3 separate regions of the Mus musculus genome follow, and all the other regions are linked to region 3. Evidence: chromatin contacts called from public HiChIP or PLAC-seq data. All regions are on one chromosome and are shown on one strand. Each heading gives the region's core, a stretch centred on a gene start, on an enhancer-like site or on the middle of the called end of the contact. The rest is flanking DNA. Distances are from core to core; before and after follow the strand shown.

Evidence for each region. HiChIP or PLAC-seq counts read pairs in DNA pulled down with a chosen protein or histone mark.
Region 1: a contact with region 3 is called in an H3K4me3 HiChIP or PLAC-seq map of embryonic basal ganglia, with 4 times the contacts expected there. The contact joins the promoter of Fam8a1 here to the promoter of Stmnd1 in region 3. A contact is called at or near these places in 1 of 39 promoter capture datasets (neural stem cells), 1 of 484 Hi-C or Micro-C datasets (uterus), 11 of 115 datasets of contacts at active chromatin or transcription factors (bone marrow-derived macrophages, embryonic basal ganglia, embryonic forebrain and 6 more) and 3 of 9 other capture datasets (adipose tissue, liver and macrophages).
Region 2: a contact with region 3 is called in an H3K27ac HiChIP or PLAC-seq map of embryonic stem cells, with 5 read pairs. The contact joins the enhancer-like site here to the promoter of Stmnd1 in region 3. A contact is called at or near these places in 1 of 484 Hi-C or Micro-C datasets (embryonic stem cells), 7 of 115 datasets of contacts at active chromatin or transcription factors (embryonic basal ganglia, embryonic stem cells, intestinal crypt epithelium and 1 more) and 3 of 9 other capture datasets (adipose tissue, embryonic stem cells and liver).

The regions. Positions count from the first base shown.
Region 1 is chr13:46,667,305-46,670,878 of GRCm38.p6, reverse strand. It overlaps Fam8a1 (family with sequence similarity 8, member A1), which reads right to left and starts at 1,402. Exons shown (of 5, transcript NM_001033192.3): 1 at 624-1,402. The coding sequence starts at 1,293.
Region 2 is chr13:46,643,730-46,647,599 of GRCm38.p6, reverse strand. Cap2 (CAP, adenylate cyclase-associated protein, 2 (yeast)) reads right to left here. Exons shown (of 13, transcript NM_026056.4): 12 at 934-1,074. Among named protein-coding and RNA genes, the nearest start is that of Fam8a1, 24 kb to the left of the region's middle. Within about 2 kb of position 1,814, at least 9 of the 459 cell types and tissues checked have an H3K27ac peak or open chromatin away from gene starts, as enhancers often do. A contact at or near this core is called in embryonic stem cells, where this site is marked.
Region 3 is chr13:46,272,365-46,276,142 of GRCm38.p6, reverse strand. Stmnd1 (stathmin domain containing 1) reads right to left here and starts at 2,422. Exons shown (of 5, transcript NM_001005422.1): 1 at 2,239-2,422. The coding sequence starts at 2,325.

The DNA.
Region 1 (3,574 bases), core at 153-2,652, 400 kb before region 3:
TCTCTAGACTCGTTTTGTAATCATGTCAATCGCCTTTCAGTTCCACTGTCTTTACACGGCCCAAGTCTTGGTGATTTCTAGTATTCTAATCTCGAGCCTCCCAACAGCGGGCTTGCCACCCAAGGCTAGCTTTGGATCTTTCCAGAGCCTGAAGATTACAGAGAGGATGGTTTGATAAGCATACGTCTCTACACACAAGAAGGGCTAGTGTCAGGAGTAAGGGAACCTACTAGCCGTGCCAGGTCTTAAGGGAAGGACAATCAACATTGCTTCACAGTACGTTTTTAGAATTTAGGGCCTGGGCAAACCATAGCTGATGTATGTGGGAACTATCAATGGTAGCAGCAGCTCCCCGGTTATATTTTTTCAGGAGCGAGCATACTTGTTCAATGATCCTTCAAGAGACCCCTCTGGCTAGTACAGACCTGTCTTATTCCAAGTTTGAGGCTAGCCTGGCCTACATACTGTGTTAGCCTACACCACAGGGTGAGATCCTTCCAAAATGTTAGTGGTAGGAATGGCAGTGATTTTTTTTTTTTTTTTTTAAAAAGGACCTCGACTCTATCCCTCCTCCATCCTACCCAACACCCCCCACCCCACCCCCGCGCCAACCCCGATCTCACCTGCCTGCCGCCCGGTGTCGCTGGCAGTCCGCGCAGGGGCTGCAGAACCCACCCTGGTCCCGGGGGCCGCCCGGGCCGATGGCTGCACGTGCGGGGCCCGGGCCGTGAGGCCCGCGACAGCCGTCGGGGTGGCGCCGCCCGTGGCCGCCCCCGGCCCGGGCCCCGCAGCGCTCAGGAAGTAGAAGGGGTTGTAGTACGCCAGCTGCGGCGGCGGCGGTGGCGGCGGGGACGACGGCGTCGGCGGGGACGACGGCGAGGGGACGGCGGGCTGCGGGGCGGTGGCGGCGGGTGGTGGCGGGCCGCAGTAGGCGGGCAGGGCGGCCAGGCCGCTGTGCCAGGTCAGGTAGCCGCAGTAGGACTGCCACAGCCATTCGTGCACCTGCCGCGAGTACTCGCGCGCGCTCAGCCGCCCCGGGCCGTCCGACGCCTCGCAGTCTCCCGCCTCCGGAGGCTCCGCGCCCGTCTCCCGGCGCTTGCGGAGCTCGCACTGCGGCTCGGGCTCCGACACTGCCGAGGCGACGCTCGCGAGGGCCGGGGACCGGGGGGCGGCGGCGGTGGCGGCGACGGTGGTGGTGGGAGAGCCTGGCTCGGAAGGGACCGGCTCGTGGTCCCCGCCACTGCCATCCTGCTCCGGAGGGCGGCTCCGGGCTTCCTCGGGCCCCTCTGCCATCGTCGCCCCGGAGGCCCCCTCCGCGCTGCCTGTCAAGGCGCCGTCGCCCGCCCTCGGCGGCCCCTCCCCAACCGCTCGCTCGCTCGCCACCACAGCAGCAGTGGGCGTCAACAATCCGCCTCCGGAAGCGGAAACCCCACCTCTCCGGCGCGCCAGGCTTGGGGAGCCGGGCGGGCGGTTGGTGGTGCTTTGTGAGTTGGTTCCTGGGCTACGCGATGTTTCTCGGGGGTCCTCTGTGGTACGTTTTAATCATAAATTGTGGCATATTCGGTAACGTAACGCGTCGCGGCATCGCACAACCACGTGTGCGATGCCGAGGACGTGGTCCTGGACACTGTGAACGCATCCATTTAGGCTTACGTCTGTGAGGCATTCGCCACCACTCTTGAGAATTCTAATGAACTCCATTACCAAGGTCCCTAGAGAAGATCCTGTGGGGTTAGGACATGATTGTCCCTTGTGAAACTGCATCTGACTCACCAGAATTTCCACTCCTTCAACCACAGTATTTGTTTCTTGCTTAGCACCTTAGTCTGTGTATGGTTTCGTCTTCTTTTCATCTATATGCAGCCTCCCAGATACTGATAACCTTAATACACTTTGCTATGTTAATAAGCCCAGTTAGGGGTAGTTGTGTGACTTTGAATTCCCAGGACCATATAAGGAATCTACAAGAGCCAAATACTATGAGAATATTGAACGATTATTGTGCTGGCTAATTTTATGTCAACTTGATAGAGTCTAGAGTCATTTGAGAGGAGGCAAGACCAATTGAGAAAATGCCTCTGTAAGATTGGGCTGTAGGCAAACCTGTAGAGCATTTTAAATTAGTGATTGATGTGGAAGGGCCCAGCCCACTGTGGGTGGTACAACTCCAGGCTGCTGTTCTGGGTTCTATAAGAAGGAAGACAAGCCATGGGATGAGCATCAGCTCCTGCCTCCAGGTTCCTGCCCATTTGAGTTCCTGTCCTGACTTCCCTCAGTGATGGACTACAATGTAGAATTGGAAGCCAAATAAACTCTTCCCCAACTTGCTTTTGGTCCTGGTGTTCACCACAGCATGCCGCACCTAATGGCTTGAACATGACAGTGATGCCGAGAGTCAATCCTGTCTTTCCTCTGGGAGACAGAAAAGACATCACTTTTGGCCTTTAAGAAATTCATCTGCTTCAAGGGAAAATCTTCCATGAAACACTTGAACACCTATTCACGATCATCACTAGCAGCAGGAAACATAGCTCAACACCACCAGCTCTGCAACCTGCGACACTCCTTTCCCAGCTTCAGAGACCCTTATTTAGGTACAGACCAGATTCATTCATTCATTCTCTTCCTTTCTCCCTGTCTCTTTCTCTCTTCCCCTTTCTTTCCTTCCCTCCTTCCTTCCTTCTTTTTTATTTTTTATTTTTATTTTTTGAGACAGGGTTTTTCCATGTAGCTCTGGCTGTCCTGAAACTCATTCTGTAGACCAGGCTGGCCTCAAACTCACAGAGATCTTCCTGTCTCTGTCTTCTGAGTGCTGGGAGACACTCAGTAAAGGCACGTGCCACCACGGCCAGGCTGCAACCCAGATTCTTAAACTGTGCTGAAAAAAATAATCATAATGAGTTAGAGTCAAAGTTAGCTTATTCATAGGGGAAAGGACAGGCAATGGGGAACAAGTGTGGCCACTCAGGGAGGAATGCTGCACCTAATGGCTTTACCAGCAGCAGCTGGGGAGTGTCTTGGGGAATTTGACATTAGTTGGTAAAGCACTTGATCTATAAAGTTGAGAGAAAAATGGGCTATTGAAGGGGCACCAACTTCTCAAGACAAAGGTGATTTTATTACCCCAGAGAGGACAAGCAGGGGTAGGGTTGCGGTTGTCTCTGGATCAGGCAAAGACAGCAGTAGATGTCTCTGCAGGAGTGATCTTTTTAAGGAAAAAGGGGGAAATCTGTGCCAGGATGAGTTGTTAAGTCCCGAATGGACACATCAGCCAGTGTAGCTGAATAATGAATTTTGATTGCTGGACCTTGGTGTTTTAGTCAGGCATAAAGAAATAGCCAAATAAGGGAATGGACCTTGGTGGCTATCTTTAGGAATGTAACCTAACGGCTTAGTAAAGGAGAGGGAAGGGGAGAGGGCAAGACCTGCAGGTGCCATGCTTACAACACTTGGGCCTGTTAGAGAGCCCTTCAGTTATATTCATTTCCTTATGGAAAGGGGTTTCATACCTATGTGAGAATTTAAGATGGCCTATGACTGTACTAGCAGGCTTCTATGTAAGAAAGAAACATCT
Region 2 (3,870 bases), core at 565-3,064, 370 kb before region 3:
TATGAGGACTTACTTGGGAGCCTGCTAAGAATCAAGATTCTGGGGCTGGGGAGCTAGATGGATGGCTCAGTAGACAAGGTGCTTGTCTGTCCAAGCAGGAGGGCCTGAGTTTGAATCCCCCAAACCCATACATAAACCATGCCTGCAATTTCAGCCCTTCTATGATAAAATGGAGGGATGAGAGAATAACCCCTAGAAGCTTAGGCAGTGGTGAACAAGAAACCTTGTCTCAAATAAGGTGGAGGATGGCTAGGACTGACACCAGAGGTTTTCCTCAGAACTCCATGTGTGTCACGGCATGAATGTACTCCCCCATAGCATATACAAAGAACCTGGATTCTGGGCCCCATTGTGAGGCTCCTCAATCCAACCCTAGGTTATTATTATTATTTTTTTAGAGTTTTGAGCTCTTTCTATTGAGCTTCTTAGTAGACCCTTATGTTAAAAGGAGCATTATAGGGCTGGCGAGATGGCTCAGCGGTTAAGAACACTGACTGTTCTTCTGAAGGTCCTGAGTTCAAATCCCAGCAACCACATGGTGGCTCACAACCATCTGTAATGAGATCTGATGCCCTCTTCTGGTGTGTCTGAAGTCAGCTACAGTGTACTTAGATATAATAAATAAATTTCTAGGCTGAAGTGGGTGGGACGGACCGGAACGAGAAACCTTTATTCCCACATGATGGCTCACAACCATCAGTACAGCTACAGTGCATTCATATACATAAAAATAAATAAATAAATAAATAAATAAATAAATAATTTTTTTTTTAAAAAAAGAGGAGCATTCTATTTTGGCTCCCTCCCTTGCCTGCCTGTTACGTTGTCTTCAAATGAAGCTCCCGAGATGGCAGCTGATGGGCACCTCTCTAAGAATGCTAACATGAATACACCACAAAGCCTTTTCTGGGCAGGCTTTTGGGAGGTACTCACATAATCGTCATCCTGAGGGACCAGGACATTCATCTCGGACGACTTCGCGCTCACGATCTCACAGTCTAGTGCATCTTCACTGAGGTACAGGTGGCATCCTTCTGTCTTATTAATGGAGATTGTTGGTACTCTCCCCATTACCTAAGGGGAAAAAATGGGACTGAAGCAAAGAACTAAAAATGGCCATGTTCCCAAGCAGGTACTTCTGGAGTTACTCCTGAGTTTAGCTTTGGACTTATGGGGTAGCATGCTCTCTGTGTCTGTCTGTCTTCCTTTCTCTCCCCCACTCCCCTCTCTGTGTGTATCTCTGTGTCTACGTGCAGGGCAAGTGTCATCTGAGGACACAGTGAAAGGACTATACAAGGGGGGTGGGGAATCCTAAGTAGGCAGGATTTCCCTTTCTTGAGATGAAATTAAGGGATTAATTTGGAGGCAGCAGCTAAAATGTTCAGAAAAGCCCTGCAACCCGTTAGTGAATCTGAAGCGCCTCTCTGATTTCACGATAAGAGAAACAGGATTCATTTGCTTAAAATTTAAGTTTTGACAGTTATCTCTGAGACTGGGGCTAGAACAAATATCCATACAGACACTGAACAATAAGATTAATTTCGAAGAGAAGCCAAGTAGATTGTTCCCAAACTTCAGAGCGAACAAGAAACTCTCCAATTCTTCTCATGGAAGCCATTTGCCGGGTAAGAGGCAGAAGGTGAAGTTCAGATGAGATGGGTGTCTGGGTGTTTCAGAACGTACTCATTTCAGGAGCTCAGACTCAGGATGCTGACCCAGATAATCGGAACCCTTGAGCAAGAGGAGGCAGCGCTTTGTACTGCTTACAAGTATCTAAGTCCCGTAAAAACTCAGATCAGTTTTAAGTTTCTCTTCTAACAATCAGTTTTCAACCCTTCCCACAATGTCCACAGGGATCTAGCATTCTCCCAAAGACTTCATAACTACTCTAGAAGTTTCCTTCTTGTAATGGTAATTAAAGCAATAAAGACATCTCTCCTTTCAACCTGAAGAAAAGGCTTAGTTTGCAAACCAAAGGAACACTTTCTGTCTGGGGTGCAGGTGCCCAAAAGAATTCCTTGTGGGGCGTCTAGCCGGTCACTGGGCTTCTCCCCGCTTTGCTCCATAGAAACTGGAGACTGAGTTGGAATTGAAGCCCAGAGCAAGAGAAAGGTCCAGCTGAGTCGTTCAAGGTCAGGCAGGTACAGGCAGGGCTCTGCCTGAGTTAAATAGTATATATACAGAAGAGAGAGAGAGAGAGAGAGAGAGAGAGAGAGAATGTGTGTCTGTGTCTCTGTGTGTACATGCATGTATGTGCTTGTTTTAAAAATGTGCTTAGACATGTTTTCATGACTTCTAAATTTCTTTATGTTGTAATGATGAAAAGAGTTTACATGCCGGCCTGAAGCCCACAGATACCACCAGCCTAGCTAAGGAAAGCGAGATGCTGCCAGCGACTCCTAGAGGCTTGGTTTATGGATATTATTTCTCAGTAATAATTTGAAAAATTTCCACTGATGATGGTTGTCTGTCTTCCCCAATCTTTATGTATACACGAACCACCCATTTTTGAGAGTACAGTTGGATGCCATTTCACAAACGTACAGAGATGTGCAATCAGGACCACAAGCTGCTTCTAGAATAGTTCCACTATTCTAAAAATATCACTAATGGCCACTTACAGTCGGTCCCCATCTCAGCCCCAGGCAGGTAAGTGATTTCTGCTTCAGTTGTGCCCTGGCCCCTTTCAGACAATTTACTAGGCACTTTAACTAGGTAATGGCACTCTCTTGGTTTGAGCACTCAGAAATTCACTAAGTGTTCCATCAAACGTTTCTCTTGTCTCCGAATTGGTCCTTGTAGCTCCTTCCACAGGCAACCAGTAGTTCACCCTTCCTGAGGTAACTGTTCACAGTGCACAGTTCACATCCTTAAAAATGTAACAAGATACTTCAGGCATGGAAACATACAAAGAATAATAGATACATACACTTTCTACAACAACTTTATTAGTGTGGCATTCCAGCTAATTCCCTTTTGGTTTGTTTGAAAGTTCCCTTCCTTCCTTCCTTCCTTCCTTCCTTCCTTCCTTCCTTCCTTCCTTCCTTCCTTCCTCCCTCCCTCCCTCCCTCCCTCCCTCCCTCCCTCCCTCCCTTCCCTTCTAATAGGGTCTCAGGTAACCTAGGTTGGCCTTGAACTCACTTTGGGACCAAAGATGGCTTTGAACTGCTGATCCTTCTCCTGTCTCTACCGCCCCAGGGCTTTGGTCACAGGTGTACACGGTTACACCCAGCTTTACTGTGCTTGTTTGTTTTTGAGACTTGGTTTCACTTTGCAGCCCTGACTAGCCTGGAACTTGCTGTACAGAGCAAGCTGGCCTCTAAGCGCACAGAGTCCTCCTGAGTGCTGCGATTATAGGTGTGTAGCACACACTCAACCGCTGTTTCCCCAACTCCTGAGAACTAAGATCTCACTGTCACGGAAGTCCCCTGGGTACTTCCACCCCACTGTCCCTCACTTCCCCCTTCTTCCCTCCTCCTTGTAAGTAACGACTCTCCTGGCTTTTGTTGTTTGTCCTTGTTTTTAAGACTTGTTTGGAGAGGCTGGAGAGATGGCTCAGCAGTTAAGAGCACTGACTGCTCTTCCTGAGTTCAAATCCCAGCAACCACATGGTGGCTCACAACCATCTGTAATGAGATCTGATCCCCTCTTCTGGAGTGTCTGAAGACAGTTACAGTGTATTTATATATAATAAACAAATCTTAAAAACAATTTTGTTTGTTTGTTGCTTATGATCTATCTATTAGGTGAAGTGCCCAAGAGAACGCCTTGGCATGTCATAAGTGGACTTCACATATGAATTGGTTTGCACACTCTATATTTTTTAATAAATGGATCTATTACATAGCATGATCCTATAACTTAGCCTTT
Region 3 (3,778 bases), core at 1,173-3,672:
GCAGTACCGAGAACACGACATTAGCAAGCGAGGATTAGAGGGTTAGTCCATGATGGGGAGGGCTTTCTTAAGAAGACAGAAGGCAGTGTGTTGGTGGAGCAGTTAGGTTATGACAAGAAGAACAAAAGACCCTGAGCCCAAAGTCATCCTTGGCTACATAAAAAAGTATTGATGCCTTAATTAAACTCAGACAATCACTATTAGGAACAGAAAGCAGAACACAGCATTTGTGTGGGTGGCATCTGGGCACAGGCTTCTCTCGGAGCATGAGAGACTGAGCCATGGAGCCCTGTAGCACACCCCAGTAGGCTGGCTGGCTATCTATTTATCTATCTAAAGATAGGGTCTCATGTATCCCAGGTTTGCCTTGAACTCACTCTGTAGTTAAGGGCGACCTTGAATTCACGATCCCCCTGCTTCCCGAGCACTGGGATCACAGGTATACACTAGCACACCTGAGTTCTACATTGCTGGGATGAAAGCCAGGGCTTTTACATGCTAGGCCAGCACTCTTCCCACTGAGCCACAAGCCCCATCCTTCAGGCTTGCTTTTTACATCCACTCCAGGGGCTCAGATGTGCCACACCCATGCGGGGTACCATCACTGGTCCCTGAGCATGCTCACACCATGAGAAGACAGTGGATGCCTTTCACACAGCAGCCCGAAGAATGCCTTGTGGAAACGGTGGCCCTGAGTGGCTGCGAGATGCTTCCCCCAGCCTGAGAAAGGGGGTTGCAGGCTCTCCTTCACTCTTCGAAAGTGCAATTTTGAGGGAGTATGTGGTGGACCTCTCCTTGGGTCACCCCCCATGAGTTGAGGTCTTGATACCAATGAGATGCCCATTCTATAGGTGAAACTATAACTTTCCTGACAGAAGAGAAAGAATTCTAAAGAGACCCTTGTGCCCTTCCCTCTAGCTATTTGACTAGTGAGACAAAGGTCCCCCAGAAGTTGGAATTTCTCCCCGAGTCTCAGGCTAGGAGAGAGAACAGCTGAGTCTCTGTTAGAGGCAGGCTTTGGCTTTCCCACACAGGTCTGACAGAGAGAGTCTGGAGCTGAGACCATGATGGCGTCAGTGATGGGCAAGACCATACCAGGATCAAGACTGATTCATTATTGGTGCTTCTTGCCCTAAAACATGTTAATTACATTTGTATGTGTGTGCGCACATTTATGGAGCTCAGGAAATAGTTTTAAGGAGTCAGGGCACCATCTACCATGTGGCACCAGGGCATTGAACTTGAGTCTTCAGGCTTGGTATAAATACCCTTACCAACTAAGCCAGCCCTTCCTCAGTTCAGACCTACAGGTCACATCAGAACCCCAAAGACAGACTTGGGAAGTCTCTGAATCTCTGTTTTTGTTCTTCTTCCAATGTGGCCATATTGAAAAAAAATTAAAAATTTTCCTACTTTGCACTATTTTTTAATGGGCTGATGGAGTATAAATGGCCAAGCCTGACTTATTAGGTCTGTCGGGGCCTAACCCTTATTGTAGAGTCAGGGAAAGATGCTAAACAGCCCAGCCTCTGACCCCCACTGCCCTGTGGGAACTTCCCCCGATATCTCCAGGTAAATGATACAAACTGAGGCACAGTGGATTGGAAGGGGAATCTAAAAAACCAGATTCCCTCTAGCTTTGTCCCCCAAAGCTGAACAACCCAGATGATGTAGCTCGATGGTTGACAGAGCTCTGTGTGCTATAAAGAAATACAGAGGAAGGGCTGTTCCAGGACCAACACTAGCTGGCCCCACTCAGGAACTCCCGCCTTCCCATGAGACATTAGGTTGATGGCAGAAACCACTACCCCTCCTGTGGGCCTGCATCTGCCGGGGCTGTGACCTCATGCATGTGTCTGCAGATGCAGATATACAGAGGCATGCACACTTTCTTGATTTAGAGACACCAGCCAACAGTGGCAGAATAAACTCTTGGTTTATTCTGGCAGTCTCTCTTGGTTCACATCCTCAGTAACATACCTACTAAGAGGGTGGTAAACTGCCCACTGGCTCCAGATCACTTCAGAGCTTCCTAAGTGTGGAAGTGTGGGAAATCTGCCTCCCCTCCCCTCCCCTCCCCTCCCCTCCCCTCCCCTCCCCTCCCCTCCCTGTCCTCTCTTTTCTCCTCTTGTGTCCTCCCTTCTGCTCTCTCTGACAGTGTCTTGCTATGCACGCAGCTCCAGTGTTCACTATGTAGTCCAGGCGTGTGCTCCCACAAGGTCTGTGATTGTCTGTTACCTTGGATCCCTCTTCCCAGCCCTTCCTGGGAGAGGGTATGCGGCTCTGGCTCTGGTCCTCCTTTTGCTGGGAAGGTCCACAGCCCATTGCTCCTCCTCTCTAGGCTGTGCCCCCTGGAGCTTCTATCTTGTCCTGGAGTCCTTGTTCCCCAGTCAGGGCCCAGCACGCCCTCCTCCCATACCTCCAGGCTCAGCATCTGGGCAGTTGCTGGAAACTGTTGCCATAATAAACAGGCGTCACAGTCACACAGACCAGGGACCTGAGTGAGGCAGGATGTGACTTTTGCAAGGGAAAACTAAAAGATCTGAGAAGCCATCCAATTCTCTTCTAGGAGGGAGGGGAGGGAAGGGCTGAGTCTAAGCAACCGGCTGGACTGGACACTCATTTCTTTTTCTTTGCCCTGCGCCGCAGGGCCCTCCCCCATACCCCTTATCTGGTTCAGGCATCACATCAGCAGCAGCAGCCTGTGGCAGGCCACGATGCAGACAGCCAGCAGAAGACAATTAAATGCCACAGGATGGTCACATAAGAAATAAACCCCGCTTCATGGGTGAAAATCACTCAGGACCACAAATAGCTCTGCGGCTGCCAGCGGATCTGGAAATCATTTTCGACTTGCAAAGTCCACTTTAGGAACGGTTGTGCAGCGGGGCGGGAGAGGGGGCGGGGCGGGGGGGGGAGAGGAATCTCTACATTGTACAGAGAATGAAACCAACAGGGTGTCATCCCCCCTCCCGCCCCCTGCCCCGCACCTTGTCAAGAGAGGCGGAGCAGGGAACTGTGGGTTGCTCACACTAGCAGTAAGCTTCAGAACTTTAATCCTTTTTCCCTTCTTGAGGACTAAGAAGGTGGAGTCGAAAAGATGCTTGATATGTCTCAACCCTTTGTTTTCAAGGCTATACATTTAGGCTTTAGGGGAGCCACGTGACTTTCCTAAGATCTCCAGGGAGCTAGTTACAGAGGAGGAGCTGTGACCAGGACCCAGGAGGCCAGTTCTGTCCCTCTGCTTCTCCAAACAACTGGAAAACGCATCCCAGGCTTCCTGGAAATGTAAAACTCCCAAGATCTTCCCAATGAATCCCGAGGCCAGCTCTGCTCTAAATAGCTAGATTATAAAGTGCACATTTGTTTGCTGGGGTCCAGGCTGACCTCAGCTTACTATATAGCTCAGGATGACCTTGAACTCCAGATCTTCCTGCCTCTGCCTCACAAGTGTTGTGATGACAGTGTATGAAATTACTTTAAAATTTTTATTTTTGACCTTTTTGAGACAGGCAGGTCTACATAGCCTGATCCTCAGTACAGAACACAAGCCTGTCTCTGACTCATGGAAATCCCTCTGCCTCAGCCTCTCAAGTACTGGGATTATAGGTGTGAATCATCATTTCAGGGTTTATTTTTCAGCCACTCTGTTGCTGCTCAAATAATGGTGTTTGTCAAAGTTTTACTAACATGGAGAAAGATGTATCAAACCCAAGTCCAAGTCTTAAAACTAGGAAACAGAACAATGAAGATTTGTTAATGATGTCAACCTCTAGAA